Regions from separate parts of the Mus musculus genome. Here regions 2 and 3 are each linked to region 1. A link is a contact called in public Hi-C data. All regions are on one chromosome and are shown on one strand. The core of a region is the stretch at or near the end of the contact, and the rest is flanking DNA. Distances in the headings are between cores, read along the strand shown. Region 1 has its middle 310 kb from the start of Pvt1. Region 2 overlaps Pvt1 (Pvt1 oncogene). Region 3 overlaps Pvt1 (Pvt1 oncogene).

Region 1 (2,765 bases), core at 123-2,622:
GGTTTTAAGATTTGCATTGTTGGGGCTGGAGAGATGGCTTAGCCGTTAAGAGCATTGACTGTTCTTCCAGAGGTCCTGAGTTCAATTCTCAGCCACCAGATGGTGGCTCACAACCATCCGTAATGGGATCTGATGCCTTATTCTGATGTGTCTGAAGACAGCCGCAGTACACTCATATATATATATATAAAATAAATAAAAAAATCATTACAAAAGATTTGCATTTCTTCTCTCCTCATCATTCTCACATCCTAGAACTCATCATTTCACTGGTATTATCTAGGTCTAGGAGAATGAAAGGTCTAGAAGGGCAAAGAGATGGGTTTCTTGATTTCTGTAGTCTTAGTACCTAACACACAGAATACCCATATGAACAATTGTTAATTGAAGAAGTGAATGAATAAACACAGAAGTATCTAATATAGTGCAGCATTTAAAAGAATTAGATAATCCATCATTTATTTTATCATCAGGGTCCTAATTCTTTTTGATGGAGTAAATAAAAAAATAACAAAAAAGTAGCTGTATGTTTTCCTAAAGGTTTGTTCTTTCTGTACATTTACATCAGTAAGTGCATCTGCACTTGAAATTGAGCCAATGTTCACTGGACAAATACTAGGCAATCAGGTATTTGTGTTATCTGGAATGTTTCCAGTCCAGATGGATATCTGGATCCATTCCCCATGGACAAGAGGAATAGGTTCTATTTGGATTCCCCTCCATAAAAAAAGGATTCTACTTTAATCTCTGTTATACATTCAGCTAAGAACTATATCTATTGTTTGATGAATATTTGGTCCATACTTGAGTGAATAAACAGCTGTTAGAAACTCTTTAATTTCTTTGTTATTAGAGCAAAAGTCATAGGTATTTTATCTTATCATTACAGGAATGTTAAAGAAGCTTTACTTATGAGAAAAGTCTAAATGGAAGGTGCCCTTTTCAGTTACTCCTGCAACCAAAGTGTCCTGGGTAAGGACTCAGTAGAATTAAAAGGTTTCTGTTTGCCCAAAGCTTTTTACCAGGGTTGCTAAGCAAACAGGTGAAATGGAACAAAATGATAAAAACAACCTATGATTTGTTCTTGTGGGATTTTCTGAGTTCTATCAAGACAAAACCAATAACTGATGAAACTGACCTCTTCGAGAAAGAGGAGGGTGACACGGATTGCCAAGGTCTCAAGATCTGTAGTCAGTGAACTTCGTCATTCCAGCTATTGGTTGTTCTATCCAGCTTTTGTTAAACAGGATTCTCTTGGAATGCTGTGCTGTTAGAGACACAGGCCAATGACATTCCCTGGAATGGAGGGTGCGCTAATGCTGGGAGTACAGCCTGAATGGTTTGACCTGGCCTTTCTCAGAAATGAGGGCTCATTATGCAACCGAATCCAGTAGCAGCACAAAGGACAAGGAGCATTTGGTTGGTCTCAGGTTATCAGCAGTGGCACCTTTGTGGCCCGGCTCTGAAAAGGACACAAATATTTAAGTAGCTGCTTGGGTTCTCACAACTGGCTCACTGAACAGGCTGATAGCTCATTTGCTTTGAAGTCAATATGATTGCGCCCTATTGAATAGACAAGAAAACTTCTGTTGAAATGACACTGAAGTTGCTTGAGGTGCTTAGCCAGAAACTGGCAGTGCCTAGTTACCCAATTTTGAGCTTCGGATGTCACATCTCAATTTTTTTCCTTATAGACAGTCATTTCAGAGATTAGGGATATTTAACTCATTGCCATTGTGCCATTGTCAACTTTATTAATTTGCTTGGAATATCTTTTTAGTCTCTGAAACTCAGGTAGCTTCCAGGTTTGCAGGTTTTCCTGGTAGCCAAGGACGATTCGGGTTCGAACAACTCACAGACACAGAACACTTAGTAAGTATTGGGAACAATGCTGAAGGACATACAGACTGACTTTTCTGTCCCTTACCTTTGGGCTCATATCCAATGGAAGGAACTACCCTTCCCTTTAATAGTGAAACTATTAGACTTAAACTGAAGTTACAAGCTTGCTCAGGTATGAAGTAAATGGCATTCCCATAAACTTGAGGCTGTGAACTGGCCATCTCCTGCCTATAACCAGGCAAGATGTCTAGTGGAAGTATTGTGACACCAACCCAGCCATATAACCTTTGACCTACAATTTGTCCTGCTTACAAGATATGCCACAGAAAAGGTGGTGCAGAAATTGTGGGAATGGTTAAGCAATGAATAGTCCAGCTAGAGATGCATGCCATGAGAGGGATTGTATCCATGATTCTGCCTGGAGGGCCAGGAACCAGTCTGGATTCTGAATTGCCCAGAGACCTAGGATAGAACAAAGCACAACTCTCTCTCTCTTACACACACACAAAACCAATGAAATGATTCCTAATGATAATTTGCTATTCTCATAGATTGTTGCCCCACCCAATTGTCATTAGGTCATTAGAGAGGCTTCATCTAGCAATTGATGGAAACAGATTTAGAAAACCACAGACTAACGTTAGGTAGAGCTTGGGAACCCTGCAGAAGAGGCAGGGTGTGGAGGGTGGTGGTGAGGATTGTAGGATCCAAAAAGGTCAAGTACACCACAAGAAAACTCACAGAATCAACTATCCTGGGCTCAAAGAGGCACACAGAGATTGAACTGTTAACCAGGGAGTAGTCTATATGGGTCTGACCTGTAAATATGTCTGCACACACAATTACAGTGTGCAAGTCCATCTTCTTGTGGGACTCCTAATAGAGTGAGCAGGGTTTTTTTTTCTTTTTTTCCTATTTGTGGG
Region 2 (2,765 bases), core at 68-2,567, 180 kb before region 1:
GCAGCAGGTGAGCGAGCAGCTGGCATTCACAGCGGCTCTCCTTGACCTCATAGGCTAAGCTTATCCTGCATACCTCTGCCAGTAGGCAACAACCCAGGCCCACGCTGCTAGGAGAGGCTTTTCCAAATCCATCACTTGGGGATTGCTGGGTAAGAGTTTGCATTGGTGATCATAGAGAGCATGGGACATATCTCTTCCCATCTTCCCATGGAGTATCCCTAGCCCCTGCCTGGCCTGATATGTAAGTTAATTTTATTTTTATTACTATTATTATTACTGTGACAATATACCCAACAAAAGCCAAGGGAGGGTTTATTTTTGGCTTACAGTTTGGTTCTCCGTAGTGGGGAATGCACGGAGGCAGGAGCATGAAGTAGCTAATCACATTGTATTTGTAATTCAGAGAGCGATGCCTATACTGGCCTTCTATTTGCTTTATCAGTTTCATTTAGTTCAGGATCCTGACCAATGGCATGGTTCTGTTCATCCTTAGAGTGAGTCTTCCTTCTTAACCTTAAACTATTTAAGTTACTCAACTTAACCCAGTCTAGAAACTCTCTCACACAGATCTTCTGGAAATTTGTCTCGAGGAGACGCTAGATTCTGTTACATGAGCAATTGATGTTAGCCATTACCCCTGGGATTAAATCGGGATTCCAATAATACTTTATGACTGGAAGGAAGACTCTAGAAAAGGAGATAGCCATGACCTTTCAGGGTTGAATGCTAGAGCCCAGCTTCTAGAACCCATGGCAGGCTGCTGGGTGACCTTGGACAAGGAGCCTGACTCTCATGGCTTTGATTTCCTCATTTGGAAAGTGGGGGTTAAGCCTAGTCCTGACAGGACCATGAGAGATACAGGCATGACAATGGGTCACATGCAGGAAGCATTCTTGACCCATTGCCAGGGTGCTGAGAAGACAGGCTGTTACAGGCTCAGGGGCATTTGCCGGGGACTCCTGAGAGACAAAGAGTAAAAGGAGAAGCAGTCCTTTGATAGTCTTGCCAAAGGAAATTCCCAGCAGGTGAGAGTGTTGAAGATGGAATAGCAAGCCTTTCCTCACCTGGTCCGCTCTTGAGAAAGCCAGCCTCGGCGTGCTTGTCTTCCTCCACGGAACAGGGAGAGGCAGGGTGTCTCCTGTGGGTTGTCAACAGCACCTCAGCGCTGCAGAGGCCCCAACAGGACCTGGAAGCTGCACACTGAAGCACGCAGGGGGCAAATTCCATTCTTGTCACCCCCCCAGCGTTGGTTAGGTGCTCCCTTTGCCCTCTGTGGGTAAGTTACCTTCACTGGCCTGCTTTCCCATTTCAGAGAAAGTCACTGGACTGAACAGCAAGTAAGTAGTCAGGGAACCTCTTGCCATTTGCCAGTTACCCACAGAGCCCTGGCTCGTTCCAAAAGCAGCTATTGAACCATGGCCTAAACAAATTAAGAAGGACTCCTGCCTCCTGTACTCTTGGCCCTGGAGTTTTGGAGAGAAATCACTTTTATTTTTTATGAGTTAGATCTTCTCAGCCCAATTTAATCAGCTTTGAAATATACCTATACTAGGATACAGACCTGATAAACAGATACCATTATGCAGGGAAGAACTAGACGTCGGTTGCCCCTGGAAGCCACAAGGTGAAACTCTTGCCTGTATATGCCCTTGCTATACATTATATGTACATGGTCTGTAAAATCTTGGGGGGGGGGGTAATCAGCCTGCTCAGGAGAAAAGATACCAGAAGGTCCCCATTTATGGGTATAAAAACAGTGCAGGTTTCTGAGATAAATTGAATGTGGCCAGAGGCACAGAATTGGTTGCCTAGGCATTAGGACTAGATTTAGGTTAAGTGCTCACCTCTGGTTTGATTGTCTCTGCCTGTATTTTATGCAGACAGCAGTCTGTCGGGATTCTATGATGGGCTGGAATCCCACTTGGACCCCAATTTGCAGGAACCTAAATTTATCCATGCTCTTAAGCACCCCACTGCAGAGGCTGGTCTCAGTTACCTTTCAGAAAAAGGCTTAATTCAGGTTGCTGAGTTTTGAAATCGCATCTAGACCTCCCTGTGAGGTGTTGCACGAACATTTGTGGGAATCAGTTAGCATCCGTTCATATGCAGATCTGGGTTTTTTTCTACTCTTATCTGAACACTGTAGGAAGGAGAGGCCCGGACCTCTCAGAGCTGAGGCTATCAGAGACTGTTGGATCCACCTGTATACTGCAGGGCTCAATAAGCTGACATGGCGCTGACTGCACCCACATCCACCCACATCTGCTTTCTCTCCCTAGAGACCATGTTCCTGTATCTGTATTGAGGCTAGAGGATAACTTAAGAGTATTGTCTTCAGGAATGCCATCACTTTCTTTGAAACAGCTTCTCGAATCGGTCTGGAGCTCACTAATTATGTTAGATGGGTTGGCCAGCGAACCCCTAAGACTTGCTTCCCTGCCTTCCTGGGATGGAGATTCTGAGTGTGTACCTCCATGCCCAGCAAGGTTGCTTTCTTCAACTTGCCCTTTGATGCTTTCTGAGTTTGTCCGTTTCCCATATCCTGAGTCGTTTTTAGGGCTTTAGGGTTTCATCCATGCTTAATTATCATATATAGGCATGGAGGTAGAGAATTATTTGTCATCTCTTTTTCATCCAATCATGTTTATATCTTAAACTTTCATCATTTATATTAAAGCACCGTACAATGCTCATTTCTATCAGTGTGTCATGGTTAGTGAAGCTGATTATATTTAAAACCAGTTGGCATACAAGGGACTCCAGTT
Region 3 (2,765 bases), core at 154-2,653, 130 kb before region 1:
ATGTGATGTGGATCTCATACGTGTTTATAAAAAATAAGAAATGAGCTCCTGTGTTAGAGCCTGGTTTGCCATTTGACCTTAGGTGATTTTTTTTTTCTTATCTATAAATGTTTCTTCTATGTGGAAAATGTGACAGCCAATAGACTTTCCTTATCCATCTAACTGATAAAGCAGATGCTGTGATATACATCTTCAAGATTTTCAGGGTGATTAGAGGAATAGCTGACACCCAGAATTTCTCCATGAAGGTCTCTGGGGTTCCCAGAGGCAGATTCAGCAAGCATCTGAGTTCTAGGAAGTTCCCCATTCCCTTTTTTGACACTTAATGCAAATGGGTATCTGTTCTACTAGGAGCTATGAACATAGAATGCGGTAGTTACCTTTCTATTACTGTGATAAAATACCATGACCAAAGCAACGCAGAGGAAATAGCATATATTGGGGCCTACGGTTCTAGAGGGTGAGAGTCCATCTGCGGTGGCACAGCAAAGGCAGGGACAGGATATGAAGGATCACATTTCGATCTGCAAACACAATGAGAAGGGGTACGGGGAGCTAGAAATGACTCAGGTCCCTTTACTCTCAAAGCTTACTAATGACACACTTCCTTCAAAAGTCCAAACCTCATAAATGTCCCCCAAACTGCACCAGGAGACCAAGCATTCAAATGCCTCAGGTCATGGGGACTATTTCTCATTCAAACCACCATAGATGTTCTGAGCCCTTTCCGGCCCAATTTCTTGCAGAATTCCTCATGTAATACAACATAGCCTTTCACTAGCATATGCTTCAGTGATGGTTATCTTAGAACCCCTTGGCCCCAACCTGCCTGGGACTAAGTATGGCACTTGTGAACTTGGGCCTGTGGAAGGATGCTGCACTCTCCCTTCGGGCCCTCTTGAACTCATTTGTCCCAGTCAGAAGGTTAAGTTTCCTTAAGCCATCACATTGCCAGTGATCTGCCAGCCACTGCTGGTCTAGGAGCTGCTTGAATGTCAGCTCCTGCCTGGCACACCTGGAATAGGCACACTTCAGCTGTTGCAAGGCAGAGCCTGTGGCTGGGATAGCACCTGGAGCCGTTGTGAAGCCTAATACCTCCCCCCTTGACTCTTCCTGGATCCAGTGGCAGGTGGCTGGTGGTTGGTGGCTGGCAGCTGGCAGCTGGTGCCTGGTGGCTGGCAGCGTATACGGGGTTGGCATACCTGCCAGCTGGGTCTTTGATCATGATGGCGCTGTCCACCCAGCCCAGCACATTAGAGAACACAAAAGCTTCAAAAAGCCGCACAAAGAACCACCAAGGAATTGCAGGAAGTATGTCTGTTGTTTCCTGGCTACAAGTCTGGAGTGTGGGAGGATCCTTGGCATGGGTGACTGGTAGCATGGCAGTTGTGGACACAGCACTGACCTTGAAATTCAGCAGAGCCTTTGGCCTTTTGGAAGCCTCTGCTGCTCACACTGTACACTGACTTAAGGGCAAGTTACTCAGAGTAAATTGGTGCAGTTCAAATACCTATCAAGTGTGTTTCTTTAAGAACAACAGCAATAACTAGAAGCAGCAGGTAATATTTATTGAGCATTTGTTGTGACTTGGAGTCCCAGAGTCCCAATACCTGGGCTTAACTTAAACCTTTCCAAACACCAGGTTCACCTGTATTCTGTAAAGACAAGACAGCGGTCATTTCCTTGTCATGGTGGCTATGAACTGTGAATGAAAAGGTCTCCAAACACTGCCATGTCTCCCTGACAAGAGAAGATCCTGTGGTTTAACCCACTGATATCCAACACATCCAACAGTAGCATGCTCTCTACTGTATCCCGTTCCTTCCTCTGCAGAACACTTTATGTTATATACATGGATCTGTCAATGTAAGGTTCTGACATGAGTTGCTAGGATGATCAAGTCCTGGTCAGTACCAAGTTAAAAAAAAAAACTATATAAAAGCTATATTAGGGGACAGCTGTGGCTTTTGTAGAAAAGAAGGTTCTGGTGCTATGACCTGCAGATGCCCATGTGGAAGTCTTCAGATGAAGACTTTCTCATGGAGTAAACATACTCTGTTGTTTGACCATGTGGACTTGGTTCAAAATGCCCATGGATGCTCCTTTGGGTACCAGGCTTCAGTGGGAGTCCCAAGCCCATGTCTTTATTTGAGCATGAGCAGTACTGATGCTTACCTAGTCTTATTCTTTCCTTGCCCCCTGCCTGGACCGTCTCTGGTTACAAGGATGCTGCAGTGGGAAGCGGTATGACCGTTACCTTTATGGGACTGAGACCAACTAAGGGGAGGCTGAGGAGGCTGCAGTGAAGTTATTGTTGGGACTGTGGGCTAAGATGGAAGATAACATGTTAACAAACTCAAGTGCGGAGGTCTCAGAAGTAAAATTGCCTGGTTAGTAATTATATCACCCTTCTGTTGACCATGCATATCTCACTTGGATCCGTTTTGAAAAGGAAAGATAAATTTCCTTTTCTCCTCAGTGTCTTCAGCCAAGGGATGAGAACAGCGCATGCTGCTGCTGCTGATTCTGTGTGCTCAGGGCCCTTCTGTGGAGGAGCAGGAGAATAGGTGAGTGTAGAGAGGAGCTGAGCCTTGCTTGCTGGGAGTTTGGCTGGGCTACCCCAAGCCCCTCTTCATGGTCATGGCAATCTTTCTTCCCCTTGGCCTCTTGTCAAATGCATTTCTTCCTCTCTGACTTGGTTGTGTGCAATTCTTCTGAGCATCGGTGTATGAAATCGTGGCTGCACAGTTCATAGCAGTTCTAGG

What was found. A called contact is a pair of places that touch in the nucleus more often than the background predicts.
Region 2: a contact with region 1 is called in a Hi-C map of liver, with 2.5 times the contacts expected there. The contact joins two enhancer-like sites. A contact is called at or near these places in 11 of 484 Hi-C or Micro-C datasets (B cells, the CH12 cell line, the G1E-ER4 cell line and 3 more) and 3 of 115 datasets of contacts at active chromatin or transcription factors (CD8 T cells, extraembryonic endoderm stem cells and pancreatic cancer cells).
Region 3: a contact with region 1 is called in a Hi-C map of liver, with 3 times the contacts expected there. The contact joins two enhancer-like sites. A contact is called at or near these places in 1 of 39 promoter capture datasets (liver), 10 of 484 Hi-C or Micro-C datasets (the AML12 cell line, the G1E-ER4 cell line, the N1E-115 cell line and 2 more) and 1 of 115 datasets of contacts at active chromatin or transcription factors (embryonic fibroblasts).

Annotation. Positions count from the first base shown.
Region 1 is chr15:62,344,704-62,347,468 of GRCm38.p6, forward strand. No RefSeq gene overlaps it. Among named protein-coding and RNA genes, the nearest start is that of Pvt1, 310 kb to the left of the region's middle. Within about 2 kb of position 1,373, at least 3 of the 459 cell types and tissues checked have an H3K27ac peak or open chromatin away from gene starts, as enhancers often do. A contact at or near this core is called in liver, where this site is marked.
Region 2 is chr15:62,161,259-62,164,023 of GRCm38.p6, forward strand. All of the region lies in intron 1 of Pvt1 (Pvt1 oncogene), which reads left to right. Among named protein-coding and RNA genes, the nearest start is that of Pvt1, 120 kb to the left of the region's middle. Within about 2 kb of position 1,318, at least 20 of the 459 cell types and tissues checked have an H3K27ac peak or open chromatin away from gene starts, as enhancers often do. A contact at or near this core is called in liver, where this site is marked.
Region 3 is chr15:62,211,333-62,214,097 of GRCm38.p6, forward strand. The region is part of intron 2 of Pvt1 (Pvt1 oncogene); the gene reads left to right. Among named protein-coding and RNA genes, the nearest start is that of Pvt1, 170 kb to the left of the region's middle. Within about 2 kb of position 1,404, at least 24 of the 459 cell types and tissues checked have an H3K27ac peak or open chromatin away from gene starts, as enhancers often do. A contact at or near this core is called in liver, where this site is marked.